2 separate regions of the Gossypium hirsutum genome follow, and region 2 is linked to region 1. The links are chromatin contacts, called in public Hi-C maps. All regions are on one chromosome and are shown on one strand. The core of a region is the stretch at or near the end of the contact, and the rest is flanking DNA. Distances in the headings are between cores, read along the strand shown.

What was found. Hi-C and Micro-C count contacts between places; a contact is called where the count stands out from the background.
Region 2: a Hi-C map of hypocotyl shows a contact between it and region 1, with 3 times the contacts expected there. The contact joins the enhancer-like site here to the promoter of LOC107962469 in region 1. A contact is called at or near these places in 18 of 34 Hi-C or Micro-C datasets (anther, callus, cotyledon and 5 more).

What each region holds. Positions count from the first base shown.
Region 1 is chrA06:6,253,934-6,259,663 of Gossypium_hirsutum_v2.1, reverse strand. LOC107962469 (protein Daple) reads left to right here and starts at 4,224. Exons shown (of 12, transcript XM_041114982.1): 1 at 4,224-4,637; 2 at 5,090-5,178; 3 at 5,630-5,730. The coding sequence starts at 5,700.
Region 2 is chrA06:6,294,274-6,300,119 of Gossypium_hirsutum_v2.1, reverse strand. No RefSeq gene overlaps it. Among protein-coding and RNA genes, the nearest start is that of LOC121230362, 9.7 kb to the right of the region's middle. Within about 2 kb of position 1,794, at least 1 of the 9 cell types and tissues checked has an H3K27ac peak or open chromatin away from gene starts, as enhancers often do. A contact at or near this core is called in hypocotyl, where this site is marked.

The DNA.
Region 1 (5,730 bases), core at 2,975-5,474:
TAAGTCTTTTGGTGAACCTATTAGTAGAACTTGAAACTCTTTGCTTATTTTATAAACTTAGCCTTAATTGAATGAGTTTATGATGAATTATGTGAATATTGAGTTTGGAATTGAACCAATATGAATGATATGTTAATTGAATTGGCCATAATATGATGTTTGAATAGGGTTTTAGGTGATGAAAATTGAAATAATGAAAAATTCATGAAAACAAAGTGCATGTCGCGACGACATAAGATAGTAAGTGACGTCGCAACGTGGAACCCCAATATTGTGACGTTAGCCTGAAACTTTAGAAATTTTATAATTTAGTCCTTAATTGATCTTTAACTATTATAAGAGATGTCTAAAGCTCGTACAAAATTTAGACATTAGTTTGAATTGTGTTAGAGATGTATAGTGATCCTAATAACTCGAATGGAATGATAAAATGAATTGAAATTATACTATCCTCGCTTTAGCAACAAATGTAACATTCTGATATTTTGACCGACGATCTGGTCGGGTATGAAGGTGTTACATATTTATACTTATTATTTAAGCTCTTGATTAAGTTGGTGTCACTCTCAACCGGGTCACCAACTTAATTAGGAAAATTATGAACACACATTTCTATAATAAAACTAAGTTATATTATTTGAAAGTATTTTAATTTTTTAATTTTAAAAAACCAATAAAAATATATAGATGGTGGAGTTTGAATCCCAAATTAATTACATTAGTAAAATATTAATTTATCACTTAACTAAAATATTATGTTATTATTTTTGTACATTCTGATTTTATTATTCACATTTTATTGCTTCCCATCATTTATTTATAGTAATAATATATTTAATTAAGCTAGTTTCACAAGTTAACTCAACACCAACTACTTATTTTTTTATAATTTTAATATTATAAATATTTAATGTATTAATTTCGAAGTAATATATTAGTTCAAATTTCATACACGCATGCGTAATAACAGTATTTGTAGAAATTCTATTATATTCATCATATCACCATACGTCTTCGAAAGCTATGGAATCGAATCGAAATGCATTGAAAATCAGAGCATGGGACGTGGGTGTGGGTCCACTCCATGCAGAGAAGTCCCCTCTCGACGCTCCAAGTCTCCAATAAAATGTTTAAAACGAAACACCACAGTGCCACATGGTTGCTTACGCTTCCCAACCTCTCTACTTTCTTCTCACCTTCACACTTCAACTGTTTCTTAAATATTCGCTGACGCCATCCAAATGAACAAATTTGGTTTAAATCCAGAGTATTCGCATACTTTGTAGAAGTAACAATTTTTTTAATTTTCTGTTGTCGGGTTATAAAGTAAAAATGCCGGGTTCTCACACCAGAAAAAATGCAAAAAAGAAAGAAAGACTTGGGCAGCAAGCAAAGCCAAATTCAACCCATATTTTGCATGGACCACTACACAGCAGCCTATAAATTTCCAAGCAATTAGCTCCTCGGATCCTAATCGTAACAAGTCTTGCTTCTCCTCTACTCAACCCTTAACTACTTCCATAAACAACAAGTATTAATCCTTTTTTTTTGGCGATGGCAACGTATGGAGTTGGTTTAGCAGAAGCTTACGTTATGCGATCTTTACATAAGGAGAAAATGAAGAAGAAGGACAAGCAACAGGCGTCAAAGAGTGAGGAGGAGGAGGATAATAACAAAATGGTTTTTGATGATGAAATGAAAATGCCTGCTTCTTGTTTCTCCTGGGTTTCTAAGAAAACCCATTTTGCTAGGGTTTCTGATGCTCCCGGAAAACCAAAAGTAGGATGACAAACAGTGTCTTGAGGGCCTTGTTTGTATTTTATTATGTAAGCTTTGGCCAAAGAAAATGCCTTTTAGCTTGTTAAACTAAGGAATTTTAGGCAAAGCTTGGGATTGCTTTGGTGGGATTCTTGTTCGTATCAATAAAAGAAAGAAAGGTAGATACTTGCAAATTTCTTATTTATTCTTTTGTACCAAAGATTTAGCACATATTAATTCATTTTTAAACTACTAATTTTATAGATTAGTGAAAGGCAGTTACCTTTTAATTTTTAATGACTTAAAAAGAGGATGAAAACCTCATGTCAAAGTAATTAAGGTGAAAGAAAATTATAAATATGATTGTGAAGATGAGATCATGAAAAGCATAGCATATGTTGGTAATCAAAGATGTCTGTTCATGTGATGTGGGCAACCCCACAAGGTTAAAAAGTAATACATACTATCATATCACAAGCTAATCCAACTTTTTTCCTTGTGGGGAAGATTTTAACTTTGGGGTGCACGTGCTTCTTGGGGCCTATCACGTGCTTGTAAGGGTCTATCACGTGTGGGCCACATAATGTCATGAAAACTCTAATTGACATTTTATATTGGAATATTTATCTTGAGGACCTTAAAGGAGAACAAAGTCATGTGCATAAGGCCACTGAATATGACCCCACAATGACAAATTTCCATGCCACAATTCATGCAATATTGCTTGCTCCATGAACCAACTTAATCATGCACTCAATAGTCTTTGGCTGCGACTTGTATGCAATTGCAAACATTGAATCGGTTTTTTCGTTCAAAGTATTATTTAACTGTTAGAATAAAAAATTTAAAATGACATAAGTGACTTTATTGAAATCCCAATCCACTCTTCAGTTTACTTCTAAATAGTAGACCCGTTTTGTAGATAAATTCATGCTCTTAGGCCTTAGCTTTGAGATATAAGACATTATAGTCTATCTCCAAATTCTCCTCTAGACTACCTTAAATCTAGGCTTTCCTTATAGCACTAAAGGGAGCTAGCATCCATTTTCATAAATGAAGCAACTTTTAGTAGAAATAGTGTTGAGAATTGGATTAGTGATCGAATTGATCAAATTATCGATTTGTTTATTAGATAAATTTTAATTAAAAATATTAAAGTATTATAAAAGTAAAATAAAAAATTTTTGATTCAATTGATTCAATCGATTTCTATTTCAACTGGTTTAGCCAGTCGATTTAGTTTGACTCAAACATCAGTGAAGTTTTGAGTAAAAAATAGAACTTGAAAATTTAATTATTGTCGATTAAATCATAATTAAAAAGTGATAAAATTATTGTATTAAAGTCATCCATACATGATTCTATCCTTAATGATTTCTACCTTTTTAACTTTGTTTTATAAAATAAAGGGATAATTAAATGCTAAAATTATTGATAGATTTTAATTTAATGTGTAATGTTATATATGAACTTCAATTTTGTGCGATTTTAAACATGTAATTTTAATTAGATTTATTTTTTCACAAATCACTAATAACATTATTAAATTATTACCACTTTAAAATAATATATTACATACATAAACAATTATATTCATCCAGTATGAAAATGAGTGTATGTATTCATTTTTTTAAATGTGTACAATTGAATAAAAATCAAAGTTTCATATATACACATGTACCACAATTTAAATTTCATGTGTATAATTACACTAAATCAAACTTTATGTATCAAATTGTATATTAAATCAAAATTTATATATAAAATTAATATTTATAGAAAAAAAGGGGAAAACTAAATTAGTGTTGAGCTACAAGGCAAAACGTGTGAAGCTACATATGTAAAATTAAAAGATTAAGATGGCTATAAGATGCATTTTTATCTCATTTTTGGCTTAATTGTAGCTATATTTGAATCCAAATATATATTTTATCGTTGTTTTTAATCTCATCACTACAATATTCAATTTTATTGTCATTGTTGTTTTTAATATCACTGAAGCTAAACGCACCACCTATTCAAATTAAGCTTAAATATTTTTTTATTATTCTTAAATGCAAAATTTAATATAAAGTCAAGTTATAATTTGGGAAAGTTTCAAAATACTTATAAGAAGGAAATAAAAAAAAACAAATATTTAAAAAGGGAAAAATATAAATTCCCAACCATATTGAATTATTCAAGGTGGTCCAATGGGGGAAGAATAGTGAGACTTCAATTCAAGGCATCAAATTGAATGGAATTATTAATGGTCCAGCTGTATCTTAAATGGCAATCACTCATTGGTTATTCAATTGCTAATCCCTCTAATAATATTAATAAAAACTTTATACTTATTAAAGATTATTTAATTATGTCACTGAGCACTAATTAATTTGATTATTAGATCATAATAAATAATTAGCAAACAAGCTTTGGCGGGATGTCGCTTTTCTTACACTAATGCAAATCAAAGCCCTTGTTTTCGAAATCTGAAAACTCCTATTTTACCTGTAAATAAAACCTCCATTTCACCTAATGAATTCTCTTCTTAACCTTAAACATTTTTATTATTTGCTTTGCAAAAAAACCCAACATTTTCTCCTTATTTACGCCAACTACAACACACACACTCTCTCCCAAAAATCCCACCCAACAAAAAGTTTTCAACTTACAAAACACCCACACATCACCAAAAACAACTCATCAATTTCAAAAGAATTGTTTTTTTTAAATAAAAAAACACAACCCTTTCCCTGTCTCTTTCAAATTTTGATTTTTTTTTTGGTGGGTTTTTAGTTTCCTCTTATTCATTGTAATTAGTATGAAAAATGGAACCTTCCCTGTAAAGATTTATCTGCTATTTCTTCCAGCTTAAGCACCTACCGATCCGCTACTGGGTACCTAACTTCATTGCTACACGCCATTATTTTATTGATTTTGTTTTTCTTTAGTGTTTAAATGGATTTTAAATGTTAATTTTTTTTACTCCATGTGCATTTATTGACGTCTTCTCACTTGGGTCGGGTCAGTTTTTTTTCTTTTACTGTGACAAATCTGGGTTCTTTTGTTTTTCTTTGATGTTTTCTTTAAAGGAAAGAAAAATAGTGGTATTTTGAGATTTTGTTATAGGTGCTATTCTTTTTTCTTATTTTGGGTGTGGCATTTGGTTTTGGATTCTCTTTTACTCTATTTCTTTTTCCTTTTGTGTCAGTCTTTCTGAAGCTGGACATTTGCATCTTTGTTTCTTTTCAAGTGTGTGAAGTGCCATTTTCTCTTCTTTGCTTCTTTTGTCTTTCTTTTTAGCTTAAAAAATTTGAAATTCACCGTCTTCTATTTCTCAATAAAAAAGGGTTTGGATCCGAGAATTTGAAGCCAGCATTTTGAAGTTTGCTTCTGGGGTTTTGCATTTTTGGAAAATTTTGCCTTCCTTTCAACAAGGTATGGTCGGGATTAGCGATTTTCTCTAATTTGGTTTTTAGTTCAAATATCCTCTTTACACGTTTTTGGATCTTGTGTTGGTTTCTGAAGAAATGGTGAAGTCAATCTCAGTAGATCAGATCATTGAAATAAGCAGAGTTTAAGTCTCCCTCCCCCAACCCCTCCAGATTTTAGCTCGGGATTTAGTTTAATTTGGGTTTCTGTTTACTAAACATAAACCTTGGTCTGAATGGACCTTTTATGTAGTTGGGGGGTTAAAAAAAAAAATCCTTCTGTTTGCTCTTACATTGTTTTCTCCTAATTATGTTACTGTCTTGGTGAGGTACACTTCCTCAAGGGGTTTTAATCCTTGCAGTAGGCTCTGGATTCCAAACACGATATACTTGCACTTGAACTAGTTTTAACTGCTCTCAGCTGTCTATATGGAAATGATGGTCCTTTTTGGTTGCAGGGGCAGTTTAATCAAAGGGGGAGGGGGATTGGTATGTCAATAGAGCTGGTGATTAATTGATTTGCTGGTAATGTCGAGGATCCCTAAGTGGAAGATCGAGA
Region 2 (5,846 bases), core at 545-3,044, 43 kb before region 1:
TTTAATTAATTATTTAATTATTTAATTAAATGTTAGGATTGTTTGTTGATGTAATTTAAGAGGGTGGCCAACATGGGGTGAAGTTGCTTGCCACCCAAGCAAACTTGTATTAGCTAAGCAAGGCATGTGGTGTTTTTTTTTAAAATAATTTTATTATAAATTTTGATCATATTTACTCTTTCGGCTCAATGTCTAGAACTGTCTATAACCCTTCCTAGCCCATAAATAAAAGGATATGCGCTCAGCGCACTCAACTCACATCCTTATATATTGGTAACAAAACCTATACCAATTAAGTTAAAACTCAATCTATTTGCCAAGATATTTTTTAATCCCAAAATAAGGGGTTAATTATAGGGTGTCCTAATGGAACTAAAACTCATTTGGTTCGATTTTTTTATGACTCAAAACTAAAGTTAAACTCTTGGGTTTAGGAAAATTTTATTTCAATATTTATATTTAATTTAATTTTTCTTCAATTCTTGTTCTAGATTTGAGAGTGGTTATAATTGCATACATATAGCAATTATAATTTGAGATTCAATGTTTAAAGTGATGTCGATTTTGTTTTTTTAAATTTGTTCTCTGTCTGAATTTTATATTGGAGTCTATTTTTTAAGCATCTATAAGTACTTTGATTTAAAGCGATGAAAAACCCCCCAAAAACCTATCTTATTCTCAAAGGGCAACTTGCAATTTTGACATCTTCCCATCGCATTAGACTCTTTCGCATATACATATTTAATTTGATCAAATTTATTGCTTTAGATATTTGGAGAAGGTCCTAATATTTTGAAGATGCTTTAAATTTTTGCTATGCAACTCAACCATATTCTCTATCATGGAAAGCTTAATGGACAACTGTGAAACGACAATAAACTCAGCAATGAATCATGTTTAACAATATATGAAACATGAGAAAATGAGAGAGGAAGAAAACTGAATCTTATTAGAAGGATAAAAGCTATACAGCCTATTCTTAGTTGTTATATATACAAAGACTTCAACAGACTGTAATAGGTAACGGACTAACTTATACAGGAGAAGGTGCAGTAGCTAATTGGACAAAATTGCGATATGAGCTATAGGTTCTTCTCTTTAAATACATCCCAAAATTTATGGTAAAAAATTCTAAAGTACTCATCTAGTCTCAAAGACCGCATTGTGGATCTCTTCATCCGTGATTGCTTCTTCCAAAGTGGCGTTCATCTCATCAATCACTTCTAGAGCTTCATTTACTCTGTTGTAAGCCTTTCATGAAAGAGTTCTTAAATGTGGTTAGTGATGAAGCCTCTTTTCTTCTATCATTCTCCACTCAATCCTCTAAGTCTATGGATGCCATGACAGTTATCCTGTTAAGACTCCAGGTGGTGGCATGGAAAAAGGGTGTGCTGTGGTCTCCTTGATTGAGCTATTGAATGCCCGTAAAAAAGTGTTATTGGCAAATGCTGCTACCTTTTTGGCAGAATCGTAACTTTCTTGCTAAATTGAAACTGATCAGCCATGCCTTTAGTCTCATCAAAGTTATTGGCAACTGCTGATACCCTTTTTCTTTTTCTTTTTTTACAGAAAAGTGAGACCTATATTGTCAATAACTCAATATTAGGCTTCATAATGGGATATGAAATTCGATGCATCATTTACTTATAATTTTATAAAACATAAAAGGGTCAATGTGATATTTTTCCATTTTAGGGGGCCTTTGGCTCCTGCCGGCCCCTTGGTGCTGCCCGTGACAGGTGTCTATCCAGAAAGAAAGCTGATTCATTAGGGGTGAGAGACTCCCAAATGAAATCGATGTTGGTGAAGTGACTCTTTCCTTAAAACCTTCTAAATAAGGTAACCTTTAAGAACAGTCCTACCATCTTAAATTAGGCGAGGACCATCATGCTGTCTATGCTGACAAGGACGTTCCTCAAGCAAGGTGGCTATTCATAACAATTATTATCATCACAAGGAGGCTCCTTAGGCGAGATGGCTATTCATAACAATTATTATCATCTTTTATCATACACATTTGCACACCTTATGCAGTGTTATTACTGCATTAATGAAATGGTCCTATATTTCATCTTCTTAATTGCTGTTCTAGTTAATCTCAAGCAATATCTTTTTGCATGAAACTTTTGTTGCTTAAAACTTTTAAGGACTACAAGTCTTTAATCAAATTGCAGCTTAACTATAGTCATGCATATATGACTTATGATATTCTTTTCCTCAGACTCTTCAATGGACTCATCATTTCATATGAATCACCATTAGCTAGTGTTTTTGTGGATATGATATGGTGCACCTTTTTAAGATTTAAGATATTCTCCTGGGTGCTTACAAAATTGGAAGGGACAGTTATCAGTTGCAGAAAGGACTGGTTGATGGAGGCCGGGCCCTGGATGAATTATGAGGGTGGCATGGTGCTAATTTGGTTGAGATATCTTTATCAATGGTTTAGCTATATGTCAAATCGTTGCTGCTGGAAAACTAGGTGGATGGCCAGCATCAAAGTAGAATTTTTGGCACAAGCAATTTATGAATTTACTAAATAAGTTGACAACACCATTCGATCCCAAGGATGCAAACTCATGAAGAATGGGTGTATTTATGCTGTTTTGGATTATTTATATACATATTTTCTTTTCTAAAATTTTTATATATTTGAAAGATTATATTCTTATAGTCGTATATAGATTAAATATGAATATTTCGAGTAATATAAATAAAACCCGAAAAGATCATTGTGTCTAATGCTGCGGTGACATTTCTCGCCTTCAGGGAAGCAGAACACATTAGTACTTTACCATCTTGTATTCTGTTTTAGGTGACTTTAAGTTAAATGACGTAAATTTTGGTTGGCTTTCTCCCATGGCAGATGCTTATATGTTCCAATGTCACAATGACTGTTTCCAAAATTTTGGCCAAGTGTATGTTGATTCCAGTGTCATAGTTGGTGAAGCCCACATTTACTGGAATGCATACAGTGGAATTATGTATTACCTAACTTTTAAATTTTCCCAAAATATTTGTCTCTGGTTATGATAAAATAATTTATGAAAAACAGAGAATATGTTTTTGAATTGGAGGATTCGCTCGATAAAAGAAACAAGGGAAGCTTCAATAGAAAAATATTGAAAGGGAAAAATATTTCAAAGATGAACTTGTTCCCATAGTTAGGAATTCTTGGTAGTATTGAGCCGGGACAACCTGTTATTTTTAAATACCCTGATTCAAGGTCAAAGAATTTCTTGCTGTTACCATATAATATTGGAGGAGATGATTTTTTTTTAGGAATTGGAAGCTTTGTGAAGACCAAACTTTACTTTAAACATGTAGTCCCTCTTAAATTATTCTTGTCATTAATAGTTAAAGTAATGTTAGTCCTAATAAAAAATAAAATTTGAGAATATTATTTAGCGAAAGAGAGGAAACTTCAAATAAATGTAGTTATTCATGTCATTAAATTTCATGTCATTTGCTACATGTCGATTATACATTAGCTATTTTTCTCCTCTCATAAGAATAATTAACAACATTAGTGCTTTAGAGTAATGTGTATAACATTTTATAAGATTAAGTACCAAATTGGACACACCAAAAAGATTAGGTCTCAAATTAGAAAAAAAAATGTCAAGTTCAAATATCAAATGTTTTATTAAATAAAATCTAAATATTAATAGCTTGATCACTATGCCATAAGGTTGAGCAAAACTCGATTTTATTTAAAAAAATCGATTTTTTTTTAAATTTGAGTTAATTGAATCGAGTTTTTCGGGTTTTTTAACCAACTCGAATAAATAATTCAATTTTTTGAGTTCGAGTTGAGAATTTTACAACTTGAATCATTCGAATAACTTGAATAAAAAATTGATGTAAATAGCCCTTGGATCCCTAATAGTTTTGAAAATGTGCAAATTGGTCACTCTCAAAAAAATTATAATATATATAAATTCAAAAAAATCATTAAAATTTATTTAAAAATCTTTAGAAAACATATTAAATTATATATTTAAAAAAATCAAAATAATAAATTTGAAGCCTTAGACAAGTAAATTATCAAATCAAATTTATCATATTAATTATCTTGTATTTTTCTCTTAGTTTGTTTTTAAAAAGTTTTTAAATATAGCTATATTATTCTTTCAAAAAGATAATGGTTATATTATAAATGCATTTGATTCCGCTTTAAAAAGTCCTATGGTGATATGATAATATATATATATATATATATATATAGGTAAACTATACCTTTATTCATTAATTTATGGGTTAGTTTTTGTTTGGTCACATGACTAAAATAAGTTATAATTCGGTTACTAAAATGTTTAAAAATTTTCATTTAAGTCGCCGAGTTGTTAAAATCAATGTTATATAGCTTTCTCTATTCACACTTTTTACACCAATCGAAAGTTCTCTTTTCCCTTCTCTTTTACAATTCAGGATTTTTTTCGTGAAACAGCTTTGGACGTCACAAATATGAGAACCAAATTTCAAACATCTTTTTTCTCCTATATCCGACACTGAATGTTAGATTAATTTGGATCTAAGGTATGTTCTTCTACTCGTCAATGGGTATTGATCTACTATACCAATCATCAAATCATTGCTTGGAGCTCGTTGGCAGGACTTTAAAAAAACCTTAATAGCCCGATGCTTAAATAAAAACTTTTAAATAGTTCAGTGACTTAAATGAAAACTTTCAAATAATTCAATGGCCAAAATGTAACTTTTTTTAGTTAAGTGACCAAAGCGAAAACTTACCCGTAGTTTAGCGACTAATGGTGGAGTTTACCCAATATATATTTATAATATAACTATATATAAATAACACACCTAAGGTCAATAAACTATTAGTAAGTTTACATTTTGGTCACTCAACTCCAAAAAGTTAGAAAATGATCATTGAACAATTCAAAAGTTTTCATTTAGATCACTAAGGCTATTTGAAAGTTTTTATTCAAATCATTAGGATGTTAACTGTTTCTTTTAAAAAAGTTCAGCTAGTGAGCTTCAAGTAATGATTTGGCAATCGATACAATGGATTAATACTATCGAAGAGTAGAAGAACATACTTTAGATTCAAGTCGATCTAACGATTAGTGTTGGAGATTGGAAAAGAAAGCAGTTTAGATTTTAATTTACAGATTCGTGACATTCATAATTGTTTAATGAAAAATTTGAACTGTAAAAGAGAATAGGGAAGAGAGCTTTTGATTGGTGCAGGCAATGTGATCAAAGAAGATCATATGACAAAGATTTTAACAATCCTGTAACTTAAATGAAAACTTTTGAATATTTTAATAACTATTTTATAACTTTTGAAAATTAAATGATCAAAATATAAATTTACTAATACTCTCATCGTATTCTAACTATTTGTTTTGTCTGTTAATATCGACAGTATATATAGATATGTGAAATTGATTTGGAAATTTAAGTAAATAAAAAGTAAAATTACATTAATAAGTTCGACTTCCGAATCATAAAATTAGATCACCCGATAAAACAAAGGCCAAATATTACAGTATGATCCAATATGATCAAACGCCCAACCTGACAGCAGAGATTAAACATAAGGCTAACACAAAGATAATTACAAGAATCTGAATTTCAAAGGAATCCGTCCATCAATGTTAAAATATGGCTGAATTCACATTTCAGACAGATAGATAACTTATTAACTTCCATTAATCTAAATTACCCACCACATCTTGTAGGGAGTTGCAGACATCTAAAGGTGAAAACCCAAATGAAACATAACAGAAACCAAAAAAAAGAAACCTCTTTAAATATCCAAAAATAAGGGGAAAAAAATTAGATAACAATATTTACAGTCAGCTGACAAATCCACTTAA